Linked DNA regions of Mus musculus: region 1 is linked to region 2. A link is a contact called in public Micro-C data. All regions are on one chromosome and are shown on one strand. The core of a region is the stretch at or near the end of the contact, and the rest is flanking DNA. Distances in the headings are between cores, read along the strand shown. Region 1 holds the start of Cep112 (centrosomal protein 112). Region 2 overlaps Gm36709 (a long non-coding RNA gene).

Evidence for each region. A called contact is a pair of places that touch in the nucleus more often than the background predicts.
Region 1: a contact with region 2 is called in a Micro-C map of muscle stem cells, with 5 times the contacts expected there. The contact joins the promoter of Cep112 here to the enhancer-like site in region 2. A contact is called at or near these places in 2 of 15 datasets of contacts at CTCF or cohesin (the NIH/3T3 cell line and large pre-B cells), 8 of 484 Hi-C or Micro-C datasets (the G1E-ER4 cell line, embryonic fibroblasts, embryonic stem cells and 3 more), 1 of 115 datasets of contacts at active chromatin or transcription factors (pancreatic cancer cells) and 1 of 9 other capture datasets (adipose tissue).

Annotation. Positions count from the first base shown.
Region 1 is chr11:108,421,825-108,427,636 of GRCm38.p6, forward strand. It overlaps Cep112 (centrosomal protein 112), which reads left to right and starts at 3,442. Exons shown (of 27, transcript NM_001373899.1): 1 at 3,442-3,527.
Region 2 is chr11:108,363,104-108,369,422 of GRCm38.p6, forward strand. It overlaps Gm36709 (a long non-coding RNA gene), which reads right to left. Exons shown (of 4, transcript XR_880267.2): 4 at 3,727-3,876. Among named protein-coding and RNA genes, the nearest start is that of Gm36709, 15 kb to the right of the region's middle. Within about 2 kb of position 2,703, at least 67 of the 459 cell types and tissues checked have an H3K27ac peak or open chromatin away from gene starts, as enhancers often do. A contact at or near this core is called in the NIH/3T3 cell line, embryonic fibroblasts, granulosa cells and 3 more, where this site is marked.

The DNA of each region.
Region 1 (5,812 bases), core at 2,192-4,691, 59 kb after region 2:
GCCTCTGCCTCCCAAGCGCTGAGACTAAAGGTGTGCACTACCGCACCCAGAGAAGCAAATCTCTTATATGTTGGCAACTGAGACTACAACAGAGATTTTTATCACTGGAATATTATAAGAACCAGAATTAGTAACTACAGGAGAAGATTGATCAAATTATGTTATATCCATATGATGGGATAATAAGGTCATGTTTAAAAATGATTGTGTAACACATAGATAGAGGATTTGAACACACACACACACACACACACATATATATATAAATGTATACATGTTAGGCCTGGCTATTTTTTAATGGTCAAATTAGGTTAATTTTCTTCTTTAAACATCTCAGTATTTTCCAGATTACCTACAATAGCATGGATACAGAGTCTGAGAAAAGAGACAACTGAAAATTCCTAGCTTACTAAGCTAAACCTCCATTTCTGTTAATAGCTAATTTTGATTATTCCTGGTAAGAGTGGAAGTAACTGGTGGTTCACTACAGCGATTCAAAGTCTGTAACATTTATTTTCGAGTCTTATATTTTTCAGGGTGTTCATCACTCACATCCCTTCAAATGACTCGACAAACTCATGTTGAAATTTTTGAATCCTTGGCCTCGAAATACTGAAGAAAAGAAAAATGTGCTATCATAATTCTGGTCTACATTCATATTTTCCGAGAGTTATTTTTGGAGAGATTTGAGGGTAGATATTGAGGGAGTAAAATTCCTTCCCTCATTTCCTCTGCAATGAAATTGACTTAATCACATTTTTCCTTTGTTCCTCCCCCTCTGAGGAAAATATGTGATGTGACTGCCCGTGTGTATGCATGTGTGTGTGTGTGCCCAAGGGCTGATATGGGGGTCTTTCTTGATCACTCTCTCCCTTATTCAGAGAGGCAGGCTGTCTCATTTGAACTGAGAGCTCATCTATACTGCTTGTATAACTAGCCATTTTTCTATGGGGACACTACCTTCTGAGCACTGGAACTATGGTTAGGAACTACACCCACCTGGCAGGGGAACTGAACTCTGGTCCTCACACCCGAGCAAATACTCAGTTACCCACTGAGCTATCTCTGAGGCTGAGTTTTGCAATGTCTACAAACCACGTGCATTTATTGGTACTGCATGATGCATGATGCATGCAACGTGGATTGAGAAAATTCACACACACACACACACACACACACACACACACACTGCTTTATGTACTTATCCATTCTACAAGGTGAACATTATAGCAATCTACCCTGAGAGGAATTTTCAAGAAAACAATATACAACTCTCTCCTTCAGCCAAGCAAGATGCTCCAAGTAAGCATGTCTAGGGGGAAAAGATGGCCCTGGTCCCATCACTGTGAAGTAGGAGGGAAAGGAAAGTGGCGAATTCCCTGAGAAAAGACCGAAGAAGCTCAGCCCCAGCCCAAATGGGTGGCCTGATCCACCCAGCTGCAACAGCAAAAAAAAAAACGATCCTCTATAAGCAACCCAAAGTACCTCATGCCATTAACCAGTTCTCTGAGGCCCTGGGCTGCCGAACAGCTACCCAGCTTCTTAAGGCTACCCACACGTGTAGGGCAGAGATGAAGCAGAAGAAGCAGCGAAGGCTGCCAGCGGCCAGTGCTGCGAAGAAAGCTGTTGGCAGAGGAGACCACCTGCTCTTCTAGCAGGAGCCAAAAAGGTAGAGAATAAGAAAGCTCCACTCTTGGTGATTGCACACAATGTAGATGCTACTGAGCTGTTGGTTGTCCTGCCTGCCCTGTGTCACAAGGTGGGGATTCCGTGCAGCAGCATCAAAGAGAAGGCCAAGCTGGGGTGGCTGGCCCACAGCAAGGCACGCACCACTGTGGCCTGCACCCAGATTAACTCGTGAGACAAAAGATAAGCTGGTAGAAGCTATCAGGACCAATGACAAAGCCAGGTACAAGGAGATCTGCCACCACTGGGTGACCTATGGTTCCCATTTTCAAGCTGGAAAAGAACTTGCCACTGAACTAGGTTAATTGTACACTGCTAAGTTTTCTGTCCATAAATATAGATTTAAAGTCATCCTTCAAAATGTACAATATAGTTATGGCCCATAGTCACCACGTTGAATGGTGACTTTAGTCCTCTTGAATTTCTTTCTTCTACTTGGAAGTCTGTATCCTTTGATCAGTAAGTGCACCTCTTCCAAGTGGTCTCTGACTCGTCTCATTTCTGCATACGTGGGTTTTACAATCTGATTCTTAGTACCAACGATCTGGATTGTGGGACAATCGCTCAGCTGCGAGTGTGCTCAAATAATGCTTTTGGAAACCAAATATTCTTGAAAGCATTCTTTCTTCTGTAGTACAAATTGCCTCTGAAATAATGAACAATTGCTGTCTCTTCCAGGGAGGTGGATTCCAAAGTGCACCTTGAAAGAACGTAGTCTTCTTCTGGAAGCTGAAAACAGCTAATTGCAAACAAGCGACTCCTCTACTTTCCTTATGTAAACTTGAAAAGATGCTTCAAGCTGTGCTTCAATTGAGGTTTGGCACCACACTGAGTGCATCGCAAAGACTCTGCAGAGGGATTCTATTGTGAACTTAGGTGAAAAGCAGCGGCACACTGCATTTCATTGAAGGGAGTGTTTTTTACAATTTAAATTTTGTTTCTGTTGGTATTTTAAATTATCCAGTTCAGAGCTTCCAGAAACGTAAAAGATCAAAGAACACCAGTACACAGCAAAGTTGACCGCCCGAGGTCCACCAGACTTCCTGGGAAGCGCAAAAATACATTTTCTCCCCTACTTGATGGTACTATTCTGTACAGAGTGTTAAACAGAAAGCTTTTAAATTTCAGTTCAGGATCTTGCAGGGTTAGTGTTTTCAGACTTATGATGGTTCTAAATAACAAATGTAAATATCCTGCTCGTTGTTTTGAATAATTCACCTCTGGAGTGTGAACTAACAAGGGTAAATTTTCATGCTTCGGACTTACTCAACGGTGATGTCTGTTCAAACGACAGGCTTTTCTGCCAATTACTGTCCAGTAGTTCCATCACTTTTGAGTTTTTCTTGTTCTTTCTCCTCAATCTTTAAAGTGCTCACAAGCGACTGAGTAAGAAGTCAGGAAGATGCAGCATCCACTGTATAGTCCAGGGATCACAGAAGATTAAGCCTGGAAACTAACCGTTCTGGGGAGATGGGCTAAAACCACGAGCTCGGCGCCTGCGCAGTAGACTAGACAGTTACCATAGCAACGGAGCTGCTTGCTGGCGCCATTTCTCGGAGGGTGGGGAAACAGTGAGGAGGGAAGTCTCCGCCCTTAGCATGCGAACTGCCCGAAGGGCGGAAATTCCCGCCCCCTCGGACTTGAGGAGCAGTGACAGACCTAACCCGGAGCGTCGCCATGGCAACAGAGTTGAATGCCAGCCGCAGCTCGAGGGGGCGGGACAGGCGAGTTTGCTAGTCCCGCCCCCGGTTTGCTGGACGGCCCGCAAGGATTTGAAACCGTTTGGCTGTGGCGGCTGGGCGTCGGCGGCCGAGTGGACGGCTTGCTTGTTGGGGCGCCAGGTTCTCTCTCTCTTGTTTCTCCCATCGACAATCCCCACCCGCCTCCTACTCCCAGGTTCTGAGTGGAATTTTGCGCGGGATGGAGCCCCCGCGCGTGCGGGTTGGCCCGGGGAGGGGCGTCGCCCGCAGGCCCGGGACCCGCGCTTGCGGCCTGTGTGGCGCGCGCGCCGGCGGGGTCAGCAGCCGAGCGACGGCCAGGGAAAAGTTCTCAGGAAAGTTTGGGCAGGCGGCATGGCGGGACCCAGAACCCCGAGGTAGGGGGCTTGCGGTTGTGAGAAGAGGTCTGTGTCCTGGAGCAGGTAGGAGAGCGGCCCGGGCCTGGGTGGGCCACACAGGCGCCGCTCCCGGTGCCCACTCGGGCGGAGGAAGTGACCGCCAGGAACCGGACCGCTGCAGTTCTTAGGTGCTGTCAGATCAGTCAGAGGAGGAGAATCAGACTGCAGGCCGACTCCGAGAAAGTCCTGATGAACAGTGAACTTGCAAGGACCCAGACTGGAGTCCCTGCCCTTTGGGGACCCAGCCTGGAGTCCTTGCCCTTTGTGGGGACATAGAGTGTAGTGATCCAGAGAGCAAATAAATAGGACCGCTGACCTTTGTTTCATCTTCGAGACAGAGTGGAATTCACAGAGATCCACCTGCCTCTGCCTCCTGAGTACCCCCCCCCCCATCAGTATGCTGGTATTTTTATGATTTGCATTTCCTATTTAAAGATACATGAAAGTAAGATAGAAAAGGCAATCAAAATGCCAGTGAACCTCATTACACAGCGACCACCTCTCCAATGCCCAGCAAAGCGGAGAGGAGGATAATTGTGCAGTATTCAGGTCCAGGATTGTCTCTTGGATTTGGGTCAGGTCCTGCACACTGTTAAGCCCCAGCTTCAGGCCTGTAAAGGACAATGGGAACTGTTCCTGTCAAGTTAGGTGCATTTGATGACATGCCGGGATACAGTTATGACACTCATAGTCTTGACCTCAGATATTTTCAGGAACTGTCCAACTTGTTTTAAAGAGAGTCTCTCACTTGGACCTGGGCTCCCTGATTAAGCTTAGCTGGCAGCCCAGTGTCTTCTGGGAAGGCTTCTGTCCCCCCTTCCTTCAAAAAAGGCAAAACAACCAAAACCCCCAAATGTGCCCGGGTAACCCTTGTTGATTTGTTGGCGTTTCAGGGCTTCTGTGTTATTCTTCACAATATACTCAACATATAATCTGATGGAACAAAAAGCATTTACACAACTTTCAGGAATAGATTGCGCTTGGCGAGGGGCATGCTCTGCATATGAAGTGTGTCTCTCCTTTTTAAGGATGTTACTATTGCTGGCTTGCTTGAGGTTTGCTGACTTCTGTGGCAGCCAGGAACCCTAAGAAGGTCTTAGCCCATTTCATATTTCATAGCTGTCCACAAAGAAATGGATTTTTTTTAAAGGCGAGACTAATGAGTTAAATAAAAGGCAGTATAAATACAGAATATAACTAAAAGGAGAGCCACCCAACTTCTTTTATTCCTTCTGAGGAATTCCTTTTTATTCCTTTTGTATATGCAATAGTCACATTGTAGTCGGTATCAGTGAAAGGCATACTATGAGTAATTTAATCCTAAGCCAGAATAGAGCTTTACTTATTTTACAGTTTTTTTTTAAATGGTTTTTCTCCATAGCTCTGGCTGTTCTGGAATTCACATTATGTAGACCAGGCTGGCCATGAACTCACAGACATACCTGCTTCTGCCTCCCAAGAGTCAGCACACACCACAGTGCCAGGCTTTTATTTTTCTATCTTGATACCTTAAATTCAAAGATCTGAGGAATAGTATAAAAACCTTTTCAACAGCTAGACATAATTTATGTGCACAATGTAATTTGTGTAGCAGGAATTCCTTCAAAAATTGAGATGTTAATTTATATATTTTTTGTTGTTGGCGAATGAATAGGGGCAAGGAAAAGCAGACTTTTAGCTTCACTATGTATCACTCCGGCTCTGTTTTTACGTGGGTTTGGCATGCACACAGATTTGGAGGCCAGGGGTCAAACTTGACCTCAGATATTTTCAGGAACTGTCCAACTTATTTTAAAGAGAGTCTGTCACTTGGACCTGGGCTCCCTGATTAAGCTTAGCTGGCTGGCTAGTGAGCTCTAGGGAGCCACCTGGCTCTGCCCTTCCTTCCGGTGCTGGAATTGCCGTGCCACCCCTTGGCCCAGCTTCTTACTGGTTACTAGAGAAGCCCGTTCTTCCTGTCTGAGCTGTCTCCCCAGCTTTTGTTCGTTGTGATGCTCTTAGAATGAGTAC
Region 2 (6,319 bases), core at 1,453-3,952:
AAACTCACCATCACTTTTTACAAGAATCATACATTGTGCAATAGACGGGGCATGGTGAATCATGCCTACCATCCCTAGACCTGGCAAGCCAAGGCAGGAGGATTGCTATGAATTTGTGGCCAGCCTGGGATATATTGGGAGAACCAGATCAGCTTGGACTACATATCAAGGCACGGTTCTAAAACAAAACAAAACAAAACAAAAAAACAACCAACCAAACAAAACAGATTGAAACAGTAACAACAGAAAACTCCCAAGACTATTAGAAGCTCTCCCAGGGTCACCTTGCTGTGAAAGTTGCTACTCTGTAGTCTGTTGTCTGAGAGTCCATAAACAGAAGCCTGTGGTGCGGCTCCTGCTCACCGTCACTTTTGAAAAGTTGCTTGGGTGTCCCTGGAGCCTCTGTCTGAGCAGCTGGAGGTTTGCCCACCTGCACAGGCTTAAGAACCCTGACAGCCTGCAAGCCTCACCCGCCCTCGGCCTCTTCCTTCTGAGGATTTCTGCAGCCTGTAACACCCAAAAGAAAGGCCTGGACTTTACACACTTAGATGGAAGCAGGAATTCCATGTGCCCATGGTGCATATATAATGTATGTGGAGCAAACATCTTGTTTTAGAGGTCAGAGGTCAATGCAAAGTTCCTTGCTCTGTTGCTTCCCATTTTATTTTTTAATTTCACAGGTATGGGTTTTTGCCTATCTGTATATCTGTGCACCACATTCACGCCTGGTACCATCTAAGGACAGAAGAGGATGTCAGATCCCCTAGAACTGTAGCTACAGATGCTTGTGAGCTAACATGTGGGACTGGGAATCTAATTGGGGTCCTCTAGAAGAGAAGCCAGTGCTTTTAACCACTGAACTGTCTCCTGCCCACTTTCCACCTTATTTTGAGATAGGGCCTCCCTCTAAGTCCAAAAGCTCATCAGTTAGCTGGACTGGCCAGCTGGGGGCTCCAGGGATCTCCCTGTGTGTACTGCATCACACTGTGGGTTTGGAAAACAGGGAGCTGGGGTCTGGAGAGATGGCTCAGAAAGATTACAGATGTGCACTACCACAGCTGGTTTGTGTTCTGCTGGACCCAGCGCTGAGAGAAAGCACTCTGTCAACTGAGCTGCCTGCCCAGATGTCTTTCTTCGGAAACACTCTAGAGAAGCCTGGTTCTTGCATCTTCTCTTCCTTAACCCTTGTCAGCTGTCCTCTGCTCCAGACCTGCACTCTAGTGACCGCATCCTCCCAAAGATCACTGCTCACTGTAATCCACAGATCACTTGAGCTTCTAATCGTCTGTGTGATGTCCCCATCTCTCACCTCACAACTCACTATTCCAGTAGCTTTCTAAAATACCAGTGCTAGTAACTGCTACCCAGTGTCATCTGTCCCTTCTTCCTGTTTTCTTTGGAGAGGTATCTCATCCAGGCTGAAACACGGTACTTCCAACTGCTTTGTCAGCTTAGAAGTGAGCTCGAAGCAGAAGAAAAGAGAGTAGCCTAGACACCTACCAGTCAGGCTCTTTGGTGGCTTGAACAGAGCCCCGATTTCTAAAAGTTCCTTTCCCTCACCCAGCCAGGCCTTTGGAGACTTGCGATCAGTGAGGACATTCTCCCGAATGACGGGGAGCTCTCTCACTTCCACAACATGGGTATAGTGGAAGTGTCGAATAGATTGTTGTCACTGTAGGTTTGGGGATTCCCTAGAAGTGAAATGGAAAATGCATTTGGGGAGATGAGGGTTTCTGCATAAAACATTGAGAACGGCTCCTAATCGCCTTTTCTGGCACACTGGATGACATATCCAGAGACTCTGAAGCTGCAGAGGATGGGCAGAGGAGAGTCTGACCTGTCTTAGGAGGAGCCAGATTTCTGGGGCTCCTCTTAGCTGAAGCAGGGTGAGAATGCACAGGTTTCCACATGGGCAAGATTCAGGGGAGAGCTGAGAGGCCCACATGCTCAGTGGAGATCCCTGGAAAAGCAGTAAGCCTGGATTCTCAGGCAGGGTTGAGATCAGACTCTGGGGGGTGCGGGTGGGGCTTCTGCAAGGTCAGGGCCACGTAGTTGTTTGTTTAACATAGTGAAGAGCCAAGTAGGAAAAGATATGCCCTTGGAGGTTGCTGGGGAACGCCTGTGGCACACACCCTCCCCCTCTCCCCCCCTCCCCCCATCCCCCCATCCCCCCAACGCTCCTGCCTCGCCCCACCCCAGAGCTGGAACTTTGGGCTTCAGAGACTCATTGTGGCACAGTGTATCTCTCTGCGGGGATTGTTTGCTTAGTGACACATCTTCCTGATACCTTGTGGTCATTCAACTGGCTAGGCTGGAAGTGTGTGCCAGCTTACTGAGTCAGCTGCTGGAAGGACTGTTTTAGACACGTAATCCTTCTAGAAGGCAGTGGGCAGAGGGGTAAGGAGGCTTGTAGCAGTCAAGCAAATTCCTGAGACTTTGAATAATGTCTACTTCTCTTCTGAGCCTCCTCTGTTTTCTGGACAATAATTCGGGAGCAGTAAAACCTACCTCCTTTGTGCTAAGACCAACTGAGGTTGCATATTTTCTTTTCTTTCTTTCTTTTTTAAAAAACAGGGTCTCTTATATTCGATGATGGACTTGAATTCTCTTTGTAGCCAAGGGTGACCTTGAACTTCCAGCCCTCCCGCCTCTACCCACTGAGTTCTGGCACTCCAGGCACGTGCTACCATGACCCAGCTGCAAGGTGCTAGAGTTCAAACTTCACGTGTGCTAAGCAAACACATTACCAGCTAAATGACACCTCTATCCCCGAGGCTTCGTATTAAAGCAGCCGTCATACCTCAGCCACCAAAATCTCACCTTAGCACCTCTTAAATATAGGTTACAGTGTGCAACCTTCTGAGTTCCAGATTCTATGGGTCCAGGTGGGACTTGAGAATTTGTACTTTGACTAAGTCACTAGCTGGATCTGCCACTTTTCACTGTGGAGCCAGCATTGGAGATGTAGCCCTTTAAAGCATCCAGGCTGTCTGGGATTTATATGTGGTTTTAGTGAGCTCCTATAGTCTTTTTATTCAGGTGATAGAGTCTGTAAGCCAATGCTTTGATTTCTGGTTTGTTTGTTTCTTTTTGCAAAGATACTATTAAGTTTTCCTGTCTTCCAGATATCAGCCTACTCTGCCAGAAAATAGAAACATATATTATAGCCTTTTTGTAGAAACAGTAATGACAAACCTAACCTTTCCTAAAATTTAGTGGTGGAGGGAGGCAGGGGGGATGTGCCAGGACACTTATTCAGAGGCCAGAGCACAACTGTGTAGAGTCGGCTCCCTCCTTCCACCTTCATTTGAGTTCCAGAACTTACCTCAGGTTCCCAGACTTTTATAGCAAGCACCTTTACCCGCTGAGCCACCTCATTAGCCCCATAATATTTATAGAAAGCATTCGTAAATATAGTCTGGTTCAATCTTCACCAAAACCTCATTCTGTGCTTCAGAGAAATCAATTACTTTAGTCAGATTCAAAGGGCTAGAGAAAAAGACAGAGCCTGGACTCAAACTTGGGTTTTCCACTCCATTCAGTTATTCTTCCCACCAAATCTTGGTGTCTTCATTTTCTCCATTGCTAGTACAGACTATTTTTCTGTTTTCTGTTTGTTTGTTTGTTTGTTTGTTTGTTTTGGTTAACATACATGTCATGGGTCTTGAGTGAAGCAATTGATTCACAGCAGTTTGAAAGTTTTTCAGTTTTATGGCCAACACCCCAGGAGCAGTGCACAGCAGCAGGTAGACACGCCTGATGTTTCGTGTTAGAGCATTTACCACTGAGGCATGTATGCTGAATTTCAACCAGGAAACGGTGCCTTACTCTTCAACAGAGACACTCCTTGTCCTATAGGGCTGTGTTAGAGGCAGCCTGTCCGTGTGGGAGAGAACAAGAAACAGAGGTGCGTGTTCAATCGACGATTGCTGAAAAGCAATTGGAAATTGCTTTCTATCCAGGGAAAACAAGAAAAGCCATCTAGCCATTTGCCAGGAATGGGAAATTTGCAGGAGTGAAAAAAAAAAAAAAACCAAAATGAAACAGCATTGGCTTCCTTTGTGGTAGGATGGAGAGCCAAGAAGACATTCTTACACTGTGCCATTAGGGAATTGCTTTCTTGCAGAGAGGAGCACTGTAGGGCAGGCTGGCAGGAGGAGGAAGTTAAAGAGTAGAGCTGCTGGAACCCACAAACTTGGCTTCAGATCAGCCTGTCTGTCCTTTGCTTACTGGACAACCCCAAGCAAGTCACCATCCTCTTTGACAGCAGCCACTTCTCCGTGGCTGTGGTGGGAAAAAATAGGCTAGAAGGGTTCCTGATAGCATCCCACACCATCAACAAACTGCTTCTCTCCTCCACTAATGCCATTGACCCCATCTGCCTTTACAAAAACTGAAGAGACCACGCTTTTCCTCCGTGATGCCTGAGAACAGGTGAACAGACTTGGAAACTCACGGCCCTCTAGTTTTAACTGTCAAGTTGACACAACCCAGAGTAAGCTAAGACTTCGAGATCCAGGGGTTGGCCATATCAGACTGGCCAGGGGGAATATCTGAGGGGGATTATTTTGATTGTTAATCATAGGAGTGCCCAGACCACTGTGGGTGGCACCATCCCCTGCATAGGTGGTTCTAGGCTGTATAAGAAAACTAGCCAAGGATGGGTCTGCAAGTGAGCCAGCAGGCAGCATTTCTCCATGGCTTCTTTCCTTTTTATTAGTACTTTGAGAGTTTCGTACATTTTTTTTTATCATATTCACTACCCCCCCCCAGTACTTCCCAGATTCACCCCACTTTAAAACCCACCCAACTTTGTGTCAAACAAAACAAAAATAAAACAAAAACCCTCAAGATCAATTCATGCTGTCCAAAATGTTCTTTGATTTGTTGTCCTTCACTAGAGTACAGTTGACTTACAGGGGGTTAGGGGCTACACTCTTAGAGAAAATGGACCCTTGCTTCCATAGCAGTTTACAGCTGTCAGTCACTCCAGGGCTAGGGGTGCCTGGCTCTGCTCTCCAAGCTGGGATTTGGTCTGGCTGTGGCTTACACAGGCCTCATGCATCCTATCCTAACCACCATGCATTCATATATGCGGTCACCCTGCTGTGTCCAGGCGACACTCTCTCCCCACAGTTACCCCTCATGATCTCAGCTGCAAGTTCCTGCTTAAGTTCCTGCCATCACCTCCCTGTGAGCTGAAACAAACCCTCTCCTCCTCTAGGTTGCTTTTGGCCAGAGTTTTATCACAGCAACAGAACGATGCTAGAACACACAGGTTTTCGTATTCTAATCGTTATCTTATTTTGGGTGGCCTGAACAAAGAACCAGAGGGATGCATACTGGGAGTTCAGCTTGGAACTGGTTCCTTGAAATAACAGTGAGGAAACTAAGACAGGCAACGATTTGAACACAAATCAAGGCCAAGTCTCAGAGCTGCTTACAGCTGGTGTTGGGCTTTCGGCTTGTTGGGCAACCATGTAGGATTGGTACATAATGACTATCATGGTGTCCTTTAAAAACAGACAGTTAGGAAAGTTCCCAGGAAAATGAAAATATATGGCTACAAAAAAGCTTATATATGACTATTTATAGCAGTGCACACCATAAAGAGCCAAATGATGAAAACAGCTCAAATGTCTTTCAACGGATGGATGAATAAATAAACTGTGGTATATCTATACAGAAGGAATATCAGCCATGAAACAGAATGGAGTGCCAATGCATACTACAAACATAGGTGAACTGTAAAGATATTCAGTATATATATACTATATACTTATATATAGTATATAATATATACTATAGATAGATAGTTATAATGACATAACCCTGTTGCAAAAGAACTTTATGCTTCCATTTATATGAGGTACCCTTTCAATTTCTGGCCATCAGTGTAGCCAGGCATGGCATTATCAAATCAGATACAACAGCATTTTCAATGCAGAAGCAACTTCCGTAAGTGAACTCTATACATCAAAGCTATAGTACGTGGTCCTGAACAAAGACAGCTCCTCTCTCCTCTCGCTGTTACCCTCTCTGTTCCTACTTTGTTGTATTTCTGAAGAACCTCAATATTTTGGTTCATGGTTTCAGAGATTTCAGTCTATGTTCGGCTCATTTTGTTGGCTTTGGGACTGAGGCTGAATATCATGGCTTGGAGCTCGTGGTAGAGCAAAAGCTGTTCTCAACATGGCGTCTAGGAAGTAGAGTGAGAGAGGACTGGGCTGAGATTTCCATATCTCTTCAAGAGCATGAGCCCAGTGGTCTAGTTTCCTCTCATTAAACCCAGCCTATTATGGGTACTACCACCTCCCAA